Linked DNA regions of Mus musculus: region 1 is linked to region 2. Evidence: chromatin contacts called from public HiChIP or PLAC-seq data. All regions are on one chromosome and are shown on one strand. The core of a region is the stretch at or near the end of the contact, and the rest is flanking DNA. Distances in the headings are between cores, read along the strand shown. Region 1 overlaps Cald1 (caldesmon 1). Region 2 overlaps Bpgm (2,3-bisphosphoglycerate mutase).

Region 1 (5,420 bases), core at 2,698-5,197, 220 kb before region 2:
CCGACATCTGTGCAAAAAGACAAAGATATAAAAGAATGAGAAAGGCCTACCAACCGTAACTTTTGATCAGTGAATTGAAAAAAAGGTTTAAAAGTCCGGGGAAACTTTTAACCGAGATAAGTCCCGTGCGTGGGAGCGTCTGGGCTAGGAAGAGACCTCACAGCTGGTCCTCAGAGCAAGGCTGGGTGGACTCAACTGTTCATATTGTACAGTCCAGGTAAATAAGCCTGCGCAGGGGAGCCAGTCACATGGTCAGGACTATAGACACGGGTGTGTTAGCCAGCATCTGGCTGACATCAGCGTGCAGGCTGCTTGCACCATGGTGTTACTTATTTCTTTCCAGGAGGTCCTTCTTTTACATGTGACAGCACAGGGATTTAGAAGTTAAGATATGGACAAATTCAAAGCTGAGATAAGTTGACCTTTCTTGGCATACTAAAGTTTCACGGTATGGCTAATGGTGAATTAAAGGAGCCACTAATGTAGTGGGGGGTTCAGGGCAAAGGGGTTCATCTATGATCTCTTTTTAGGACCCTTGGGGCAGTATATTGTTCCCTAGGTTGGTAATTTCAGGTTGAATCCAGGAAGAGCAAAGGTCCTGGATCCGTTTTCTTCCATCAGCTCCAGCCTTGCCCCTCCTGGAGAAGAAGCTTGCTCGTCAGTCAGGAACTGATGTAATGATACAATCACTGCCAGATTTACCACGCAAAGGCCAGAGGCCAGAACTGTGGAAACACACACAGGGTCCAGCATTCATTCAGGAAAAGCTGCAGAGTACAGGGCCAGGGCAGTCATCTGCACTCAGGCTTTACCCACCCCCAGGCTGGGGAGAGATGGGCACGGGAAGGAGCTCTCTGCCCTTATTTTGCTCATGTGTAAAATGAAGATGATCTTGCTTACTGCTAGTAGTGTTAATAATCAAATGAACAAATACTTTCCAAGTCCTTAAACAGTGCTTAACATATAGTAAGTAATGAGTGTTAACCATTGTTATATCGTTGTCGTCGTCATCATCATTATCATTATTAACATCTCATCACCATCACCATCATCATCAAATGGGCTCTGTGCCTACACAGGGCTTCCAGGTCATGTTGTTGCTTTCCAATGAAAAGGGAGGGGTAGCCCAGGGAGGATTTTTAATTTTTTTAAAATTTTGTTTGTGTGTGTGATGTGTGCAGGTATATGTATATGTATATGTATATGTACATGTATATGATGTACATGTATACAAAGGCTGTTGAAGGGCACAGTGTCTCCTTATCTCACCTTCTCATCCACCATCATTATTCCTTCAGTGCTGGGGTTATAGGCACAAGCCGACATGCTTGGGTTTTTATGCGGGTGTCGGAGATTTGAACTCAGATCCTCATGCCTGTGCTGCAAGCACTTACCCCGTGAGCCATCTCGTCGTCCTCAAGAAGGCTTTTACCAACTCAAGAACCTCAAACTCCTTTTCAGTGATGACATTAATTATCAGAGGAATGGGGAAACTACAACATCCACATAGAATAAATGTAAAGGGGGGGGGTGGTGGTGTACGTCTCATCTCCTGTGTGTAAGCTCAGGGTCCGCCCCATGGTTTCCTGTGCTTTTGTAGAGGGTAGAGGGGAGATAGGGGAAAACATGGGGTGGGGTGGTGGGTTTTGTGTGTGTGTGTGTTTTAAATCTATCAGATGGAATGCGTTTCATCTCTTCTTTTCTCTACCTCTTTCTTAATCCATGCCACTTCTCATTAACACGTAGACAGGAATTTAACATCAGAGAGCTTTGTCTTCCCCATGCCCCAAAGTGGAAGAGGCGAATCCCCTCCCCCAGCCTCTTTGAGGCTGGCTCAGTACCAGACCTCATGCAGGAGCCAAGGTCAGAGCTCCAGGCCCGGTGCTTGGTCCTAAGTCTCCCTGGGATGGTTTTAGACAGTGGGGTGCCAGGAAAAGCTCCAGCTATCCCCATTGCTCCAACATTGGTCCAGCCAGCTGGCATTTTAAACAGACCCAGTAATTACCCCACTTATAGCTGAAGAACTTAGCTATGAAATGTCATGTTAAAGTTTTACGGCCTCCCAGTATTTGTCATGCATCCTGACCTCCCCAGGACCTGATTTGACAACCTAACTACCAGTACCTCAGAATGTGACCTTATTTGGAAATTAGGCTTTAAGGCAGAGTCATCAGGGTGGGTTCTAATCCAGTAAGAAATCCGGGCAGGGAGTAAACCATGGGAAGAGATGTGACAAGAAAGCCACCTAAGGAAGACAATCAGGGCGACTACGCTTCTACAAGCTGAGGAATGTGAGAGACTGCTGGCCAAACAGGAGGAGGCAGCTCTCCAGAGGAGCCAACTGTGCCTAGTAACTGACTTATTTTAAAGATCTAGCTTTGTAGTTTTACGTCTCAAGAACAACTCAGAAGGCAGAGATTTCTCAGACATCCCCGGTCCCCCAGGCTCATAGCCTCCCCAACCAGAGGCATTCCTCAACTAGAAGGACATCTGGAACATCTGACAGACCCAGGCAGGTATTGCTCTTTCCATAACCCCGCAACCAGGTCTTGGGTGTTTACCATTCTCTTCTTAACCAAGCACCTCACTCCCCCTTAAGGCTCGGGTTTAGATATGTATTGGGACAGCTTCTTCTTAAACTCCACCTTAGCTTCAAAACCAAAACCAAGCGATGTGTTGCACGAGCAGACAGCAGGGTTATCCAGCGCTTGGACCTGATGCTGTCTGTGCATTTGAACAACCTGCCCCCACAGCTCCAGTATATACCCCTCACCCAAGTCCTCCTGCACTCTGCTCACTGGCCCCTCTTAAGCCTCTTTCCTTCTCCCCCAAGCTTTGGCACTCACCAATGACTTCTGTCTCCATTAGTCTTGGCTTCTACAGATCAATGTATGCTTAAAAGCTATGTTGGTCTTTTTCAGACCAATTTCTTTCACTTCATAGTATTTGTCCAAGTTTCAGACAAGTTTTTTTTTTCCCCCATGACTTAACAGCCTTTTTTTTTTTCAGTAGTGGATAATATTTCTATGTCTGGGTGTATCCTATGCTCATCCACAGAAGGGCAGTCACCCGTGGAAGGACCACTCAGCTATCATTTTTAAGCCACTTAGTGGGTGGTGATTTGTAACAGTGACCCCAGGAAACCGATACAGTATTCAATTTAAGGACTGAGCAGCTCTGCTTTGTTAAGGAGCAGTTGTAGCATGTTCAGTTGGAAGGTTGGTTACATTGTATTGGCACTCAGTCTAGCTGACTTCTTAAAATGTCCTCTCTTCTAAATTTCTCTTTTCATATGCTCACTTTCACCTTTGCTGTGTTCCTGTAGTCTTCCTAAGCCTGAGGATATTGGGAGTTTTCACTGTAGCTCTGAGTGGGGCTCATACTCCTTAGCATCCCAGGCCTCCTGGGAGAAGTTGGTTAACAGAGATATCTCCGCTCTTTGGGGTAGGGGCTTTTACATGGTCTCTCTTTAACTCACCAGTCTTGAGACCCAGGAGAGATCAAAGCGCATATTTAAGTAAGGTCGGACATTTAAGAAGTATGCAGGGCCAGAGCAGAGAGCGTGAACTTTGCAGACCTAAGCTTTATCTGGGACTGTACAACTCTTTGCCTTGAAGTTAACAGAGTTAACAAATTCTTTCTGGGTGTCCTTCATTTCAGGAGAAAAGCCCCTTCCTGTTCTTAGGACTAGGGAACTTTTGTGGTTAGGAAATACTCAAGAGACTAGCTAATAGCCCCCTCTGGGATGCAAGATGTTTGCCCATTTTGTGGGGACATTAGCAAACTTTAAAGGTCTGGCTGGGCCTGTTGAGTGTCATGTAATTCTAGGAGATCTGCTCACTTACAAATGAGCTGAATTGCATTCCCCACAGAGCTCTGTTGATCTCCTAACCCTAAGCCTCTCCGTGACTTCAATGGGAGGTCTTTGCAGATGTAAGGACGTGGAGATGAGGTCATCTGAGTGGTATGCAATCCAGTACAACTGGTGTCCTCTGAACACAAACACAGACATGCATGGGGGGAGGGCAATGGAAAGAGACATCCAGAATGGCATGTGAAACTACTGAGACACAAGGCCATGAGCCAAGGGACATCTAGGGCCATCAGAAGCTAGAAGAGGCCAGGACAGACCCTTCCCAGTGGTCTCCTAGAGTGAGTCCCCACTGATGTTACTTTCAGACTTCTAACAAACTTCTGTCTTTCTAAGCCACCCATTTGCCTTTCTACTTTGCCCTGGAAGTTCCAGGAAACGAATTCACCCCATCAGACTTGGCCCTGCTCTTGTGATTACCTAGCAACCCACTCACCTTCTATGTACTAACTCCCTCAAATGGCTCTCACAGTTAACCACCCACCCCTCCTGCCTTGTGAACTCTCACTAAACATCAGAAGTTGTGTTAACTACAGTCATTTTTCTCTCTCTCTTTTTTTTTGTAGATGAATGTAGTAAGAAACTCACAGACATTAAGTACCTCTCTCTGAGCACACTGTTAATAAACAGATAAACTGGAACCCAAGATTTTCAGGATGGTCAAGTCTCGGGATTCTTAACATACATGTTGCTCATCTGTCAAGAGTACTTAAGAACTGGCGGCCCTGGTTGACAAACACATCTTACATCCTACCACATTCTTTCCTTCCTGGTGTTCCTCATTTAGGACAAATAAGAAAAATGAGGAAGTCTATTTTTTTTTTTTTTTTTGCCTCAGTGTTTAGCAAATGTCCTTGAAGACTGGACTTGTCCTGAAGACAGTTGTGTGGGACCTGCTTCCTAGTGGGAACTAAACAAAGCAAGTACAACCAGAGACAAAGAACTCTTGACTTTCTGAAAAGTGGGATATGATAATGAATGCAGGTCAATCACAGACTCAATTCCACCGCATTTGCCCCAGCCTCGGGGGCTCTGGGGTTTCTGAAAAATGGGATGCTCAGAATCAAAAGCAGGGGTGTGGTATACTGATTGAAGCTTCCACCGGGATTCGTTGCTGTGGGGACTAGTTCCCTTAGCTTCCGCTAGCCTTTCCACAGGTGGAGAAGGCAGAGCACAGTGAACTTAGCAACCTATCCGCTGCTGGTATTTTTCTTATGGCTGTAGCCTTCAGGGAAGAAGTGTAACTTCTGACTCACACTGTCTTCTGCACACGGTTGCTTGGCTACGTGTGTTCCATCAAAACATCATGGCGGTGAGAGCTAGAAAAGGCCGTTCTACACATCACCTTGTGGTGGACAGGAAGCAGAGAGCAACTGGAAACTACCAGGACAAGGATCTATCCTCTAAAACCTGGACCCCAACCCCAGCCCCCTGCCTGGTGACCTGTTAGACGCCACCTCCTCAAGCTTCCGTAATCCTACAAAACAGCAACCATCAGCTGGGGACCAAGTGTACAACACATGGGCTTGTGTGGAGACACTTTAAACCA
Region 2 (4,920 bases), core at 824-3,323:
CTCTGAAGCCATCTCTTCACTTTACACCTGGTGTCTTCAGCGTTTAACTATGTGGCACAGGCTTGCCTTGAACTGGAAATTTTCTACCCCAGCCTCTGGAGGGCCGAGCCTACCATAGGCAAGCATCGGAATACCTAGAGCATCTTTAATTCTCCAGTCTCTATGCAGGAGCTTCTCGAAACCCACTGCAACCACTGGAAATGGTGGAAGCATTTCAGATAAGAAAGAACGAAAGTTTAGGAGAAAACCATGTGAGTAAATTGATACCCAAAATGGAAAACTTAAATAACTTATTTTCTACGTGCAGGAGTAGCTTCCGAAAGTCAATTTGCAGGCTGGGCGTGGTGGCGCACGCCTTTAATCCCAGCCCTCAGGAGGCAGACGCAGACGGATTTCTGAGTTTGAGGCCAGCCTGGTCTACAAAGTGAGTTCCAGGACAGCCAGGGCTATACAGAGAAACCCTGTCTCGGAAAACTGAAAAAAAAAAAAAAGAAGAAGAAGAAGAAGAAGAAGAAGAAAAAAAGAAAGTCAACCTGCCGGCACTCCCTCTAAGTCATGGTAACAAACTAGAACACAGGACACTGTACTTCAACCACAATGCCCCACCCAACACCTCTGGGAGAAGCACTTGAACAAATCCTGGCTTCTGCCAGAATGAGAACTCTGCTCTGTGACTCCAGCTCTCCGGGCAGTGCCTCACCATCCTTACAAGAATATAACTGGAATCTGTGCATCTGTGAGCAGTGCTTTCGAAGGTTGCCTGCTAGGAGGCACAAAACATGGAGCTATATGGTCCGTCAGATACATTAGGTATGTCACCACTGGATCCACCAAGAATGCACTTTTTACATGGGATTGCAGGTTATAAGGAATAAAGGTTAAAGATTCCCCAGCAACAGGCTTTTGCATGAGAGCACTCCAAGGAAGGTCATATCAGATGTGCATTTTTGGGTGACATTTCTGAAAGATCAGAAGGGGCACATAGGATCCACCATAGGCAGGACCTTGTGTGTCTCACTCATTCATGTGTACTCTAGCTCCTGGGCCAAAAGCAGGACTTGAATCACTGGGCCCTGGGCATACAGTTGAACTGAGTGAATTCTAACTTTCTTGGCTTTCAAGTCTAGTCTTTATTGTTGAAGCCTTGATTAAAGACTTTTCTCATTATGAACTGAGCAAGAAACGAGGTGTGGGAGGTGCATTTAAACAGTTCTTAGCCTGGAACAAAAAAGTTGTTTATACCTAGTGCTAATCAAGCAAACTGCACAAATCTGTTCTGTGTGTTCTTTGGCTTTTCTCTAAAATGCCTACAAATCTTTTAGCAGCAGGAAATGGGGAAAAGCAGCACTCAGGGACACAGGAGGAGTTGCTACAGGACGAAAGGAAAGCCCATATTTTAGGATTAAAAACAAAAAAGCAAAAACACCACCCAGCTTCAGTGAATCTGGTGGCAGCCAACTGTGAGACCCCCACCCACCCCTCTTTGTCCCCACTGGACCTATGGGACAACGACGCTGTGTATTCTTCTATTATCAGTAAGGGCTGAAAGAAGAGACTGTCCATTACAGGTGACCATACAAGTAAATTTAATTTTAGACTTCTAAATTTTTAGTTTCACATACATACAATTAAAAGATAGCCTGGGGAAACCAAAGAAAACAGGGTATTAAATTACCCTGTAACCTGATGGCAGGGTAATAGCTGCTGCTTTAAAATTAAGCAAGAGAGAGATGAATTCACCTTTCAGTTTTAGTTAACTTTTCATTCACTATAATTTACCAAATTTATTCACTTAAATCACTTATAATTTAAATAATGTATTCAAATAATTATAATTTAATTTGTTTAGTTAAATTACAGTTAAAATCTTACGCTATTTAAGAATAAAGGCTACTATAGATTTTGTAGGCTTGCATAAAAGCTAGCTCAGCTCTACCACTAAGCAATTATTTGTCTCCCAGGAAAGAGGGCTTGAACTCCATGATTCTGAAAATATCCTACTAAATGCCAAAGGTGACAAACACCTCAGCCGCCATTGGCAGCCAGCTCTAGCTGACCTTTCCTCTCATTTCTCTCATTTCACGTCACCTTGTGTCTGACTTGCTGTGTGTGCAGCTGTGTACACTTCTCCAGGGACAGAGTCCAAGTCTTATACAAATTTCTTGCCGCCACTCTTTATCCCTGTCTTGCATCTGCCTGATCCTGTGCTTAAACCAGACTAAACAATCTACTTCCTCTGGCAAGGTACAGACCACATCCAACACTCAGTTAGGTACTCGGCTTTTCCTTCAGTGTGGACCAGCAGGAAACAAACAGGAAGCAACTATGCCAACCACAAGAAAAAGAAACACACGCCTGTCTGGAACTGTGCACAACAGGTTGCTTTTAGCTCTCCCGCGGGCATTCAAAGTTCTCTTGCAGCGTTGTGAGAAGCACAACTGTCAGGGGCGAGATCGGCTTTAACCTGGACTTACTGACAAGATTGTAGGCAATTATTTATGGTTCTGAAAACCAGTGAAGCAGTCCCTGGGGGAATTTTCTTACTGTATAGTATCCCATGCCTTGTTTGTCTTCTGAAAATATTAAGCATTCTCAGATTACACGTAAATCGATCTCTAATAGAAATACGTTACTAGGCAGGTTACAGACCAGGCTCAGCAGACAGGGAGCCTGTCAGAGATGCTGCCACGAGGCTCCTAAAGTGGTGATCCTCGGGTAAGAATGTTAGCTAACTTCCAACCAGTAACATTGTCTTCAACTGTATTGCTCACACACATTGACTCCAAGAGGTCCATAACCTACTTCTAGCCTTACTAGATGATGTTAGAAGCACACAGATGGGTATGGGTGTGTGTGCGTGTGTGTGTGTGTGTGTGTGTGTGTACAAGTGGAAAGAGCAGATGAAAGCATAAGGCTATAGAATACAGTGACAAATAAGAGGTCATCAGTCTGGGATTGAAAAGCCATCAGAAGGCTTCACAACCTGTATAAGTAACACTGGCAAGGCTAACAAAATACACGGTCAGGCTAGGGTGCAGCTCAGTGGCAGGGCACTGGTCTGGAAGGTGTGAGCTCCTTGGGTCAATCCCCAGCACCATAAAAATAAAAATACACACAAACTCTTCCAGCATCTTCGGTGTAACATCTCATGAAGCAGAACTTTGAAGGGTGGCCCTGGCCTGCTGATGGCTTAGGCACTGAAGAGAGTCGGCACCACACAGCTCCAGAAGACTGAAAAGGCCGTAACAATGCCCACTCGAGTTTTCAAGACACAGGGAGGTGTGTTCATCTAATTCCACTGTGTGTATGTGGAGAGAGCAGATGGAAGCACATGGCTATAGAATACGGTGGCAAATAGGGGTCCTGGGATTGAATCCCACTCAGACGATCACTCTGTGGAACACAAACTAAGGTCCCGATTAAGGGCACTTCACTTACTGACTACACTGAATGAAGCCGGTCTCTTCTGAGGCACCATTTTCACTACATTAACACTAAAGCACCTGCCAGCCAGCTCCGTTAAGCTTCGTCTATAAAGGTGTAGGCACCTGCAGTGACGATGCCCAAGAGCCTAGCATCCCCTGACCCCGAGTCGCCTTGCAGACATGCAGCCTGCCTCTGCCACTCAGCTCTGCTTGGACCTTGTAGCTTGGTTCGCTCCCACGTGCCACATGCGTGGGCCGAGGCGGTACGCAGCATTCTCTGCTGAGGTTTCTTCACCTAGCATGCTGTGACGGATTCATCCACGGTACTGGGGTGTGAAAAAGCTTGCTTGTTTTAACTAAAGCTTCTGTCAAGCCTCCTGATCAGTGATTGATCCCATGAAATAAAGAAATAGGATTTGGAGACAGTAAACAACAGAGTAAAACCCAATATTGAGCTACTGCTCTCCAGAGAGCTAAAGGCCACACTCAGGTTTCTACATGAAACAAGATATCTGTGCAAAATGTCTAGGACTATGCTTGGCAGGAAGCATGAGCTCCACAAACAGCCTCTTTGTACAGCTGTGCCAGGGAGTGCCACTCACAGGCCACAGTGTTACAATGGCGGCAATAACGAAAGACTCATTTCCCCCAGGGAGTGCCATTCGCGGGCCACAGTGTTACAGTGGCGGTAATAATTAAAGACTCATTTCCTTGTATTAAGTTACCTTTTTAAAAACTGGTCGACCTGCTAGGGATGCTCTTGACTCCGCTGCTTACACTGTAATGTTCTGAAGAAAGAATAAGCAAGGAAAAGAGCCATTCTTCAGGGGGAAAACTTAAAATGAAAAAACTCCTGCTTGCAATCCTGCTTAGAAGCCAAGTAAATTGGTCTTGGGGCAGAGTTGACAATTCTGACCGAAGGCTGTGGTCATCATGGCCAAGCCATCCGGGGCCTTCCTGGATTTTTTTTACACCACCCTGGGTCCTGTCTTCTAAGCACAGCCAGGATCTGACTGCAGTAATGCCGCAGTACCAAATACACGAGAAGTTTAAAAAGCATCCTAAAGTCAACACTTGCACAGCTGACATACACAGACATTGCCCCTGTAGACAGGAGGGCAGGTGAATGTTGTGAGCATATTAAAGAACAATATTATAATTCCTTAACTGGAGTCACCACTATCCCCACCTCTGAGTTAGTTCTCAAACAGTTAAAGTAGTTTTATAATTGGTAATGTGTGGTTTAAGGACAACACAGGGAAAGTTCCCCAGGTCCTTAAAAACCCCTATTTTATGGGGGACACTTTTATATAAATATGTATTCCTACAGAAAGCATGGGTTAGAATCAGATGTATCTACAACAAGAATTTTTACCTTTTTTTTTTTTTAATCAATGTAAGTTTGGCAACTTTTGTGAATACAGGAAGTATGCATTGCAAAGACTGTTAATTTTAATGAATTCTGGTTAGTCATTAAGTCTAAAGACAACCATAC

What was found. HiChIP or PLAC-seq counts read pairs in DNA pulled down with a chosen protein or histone mark.
Region 1: a FOXA1 HiChIP or PLAC-seq map of pancreatic cancer cells shows a contact between it and region 2. The contact joins two enhancer-like sites. A contact is called at or near these places in 8 of 39 promoter capture datasets (the 3T3-L1 cell line, the C10 cell line, cranial neural crest and 5 more), 3 of 484 Hi-C or Micro-C datasets (3T3-L1-derived adipocytes, the C2C12 cell line and bone marrow-derived macrophages), 7 of 115 datasets of contacts at active chromatin or transcription factors (embryonic limb bud, embryonic stem cells, epiblast stem cells and 2 more) and 1 of 9 other capture datasets (adipose tissue).

Annotation. Positions count from the first base shown.
Region 1 is chr6:34,715,943-34,721,362 of GRCm38.p6, reverse strand. The region is part of intron 3 of Cald1 (caldesmon 1); the gene reads right to left. It overlaps Gm38787 (a long non-coding RNA gene), which reads left to right. Exons shown (of 3, transcript XR_868972.2): 2 at 4,438-5,420. Among named protein-coding and RNA genes, the nearest start is that of Gm38787, 14 kb to the left of the region's middle. Within about 2 kb of position 3,947, at least 104 of the 459 cell types and tissues checked have an H3K27ac peak or open chromatin away from gene starts, as enhancers often do. A contact at or near this core is called in liver and pancreatic cancer cells, where this site is marked.
Region 2 is chr6:34,492,629-34,497,548 of GRCm38.p6, reverse strand. All of the region lies in intron 2 of Bpgm (2,3-bisphosphoglycerate mutase), which reads right to left. Among named protein-coding and RNA genes, the nearest start is that of Gm52898, 17 kb to the left of the region's middle. Within about 2 kb of position 2,073, at least 68 of the 459 cell types and tissues checked have an H3K27ac peak or open chromatin away from gene starts, as enhancers often do. A contact at or near this core is called in liver and pancreatic cancer cells, where this site is marked.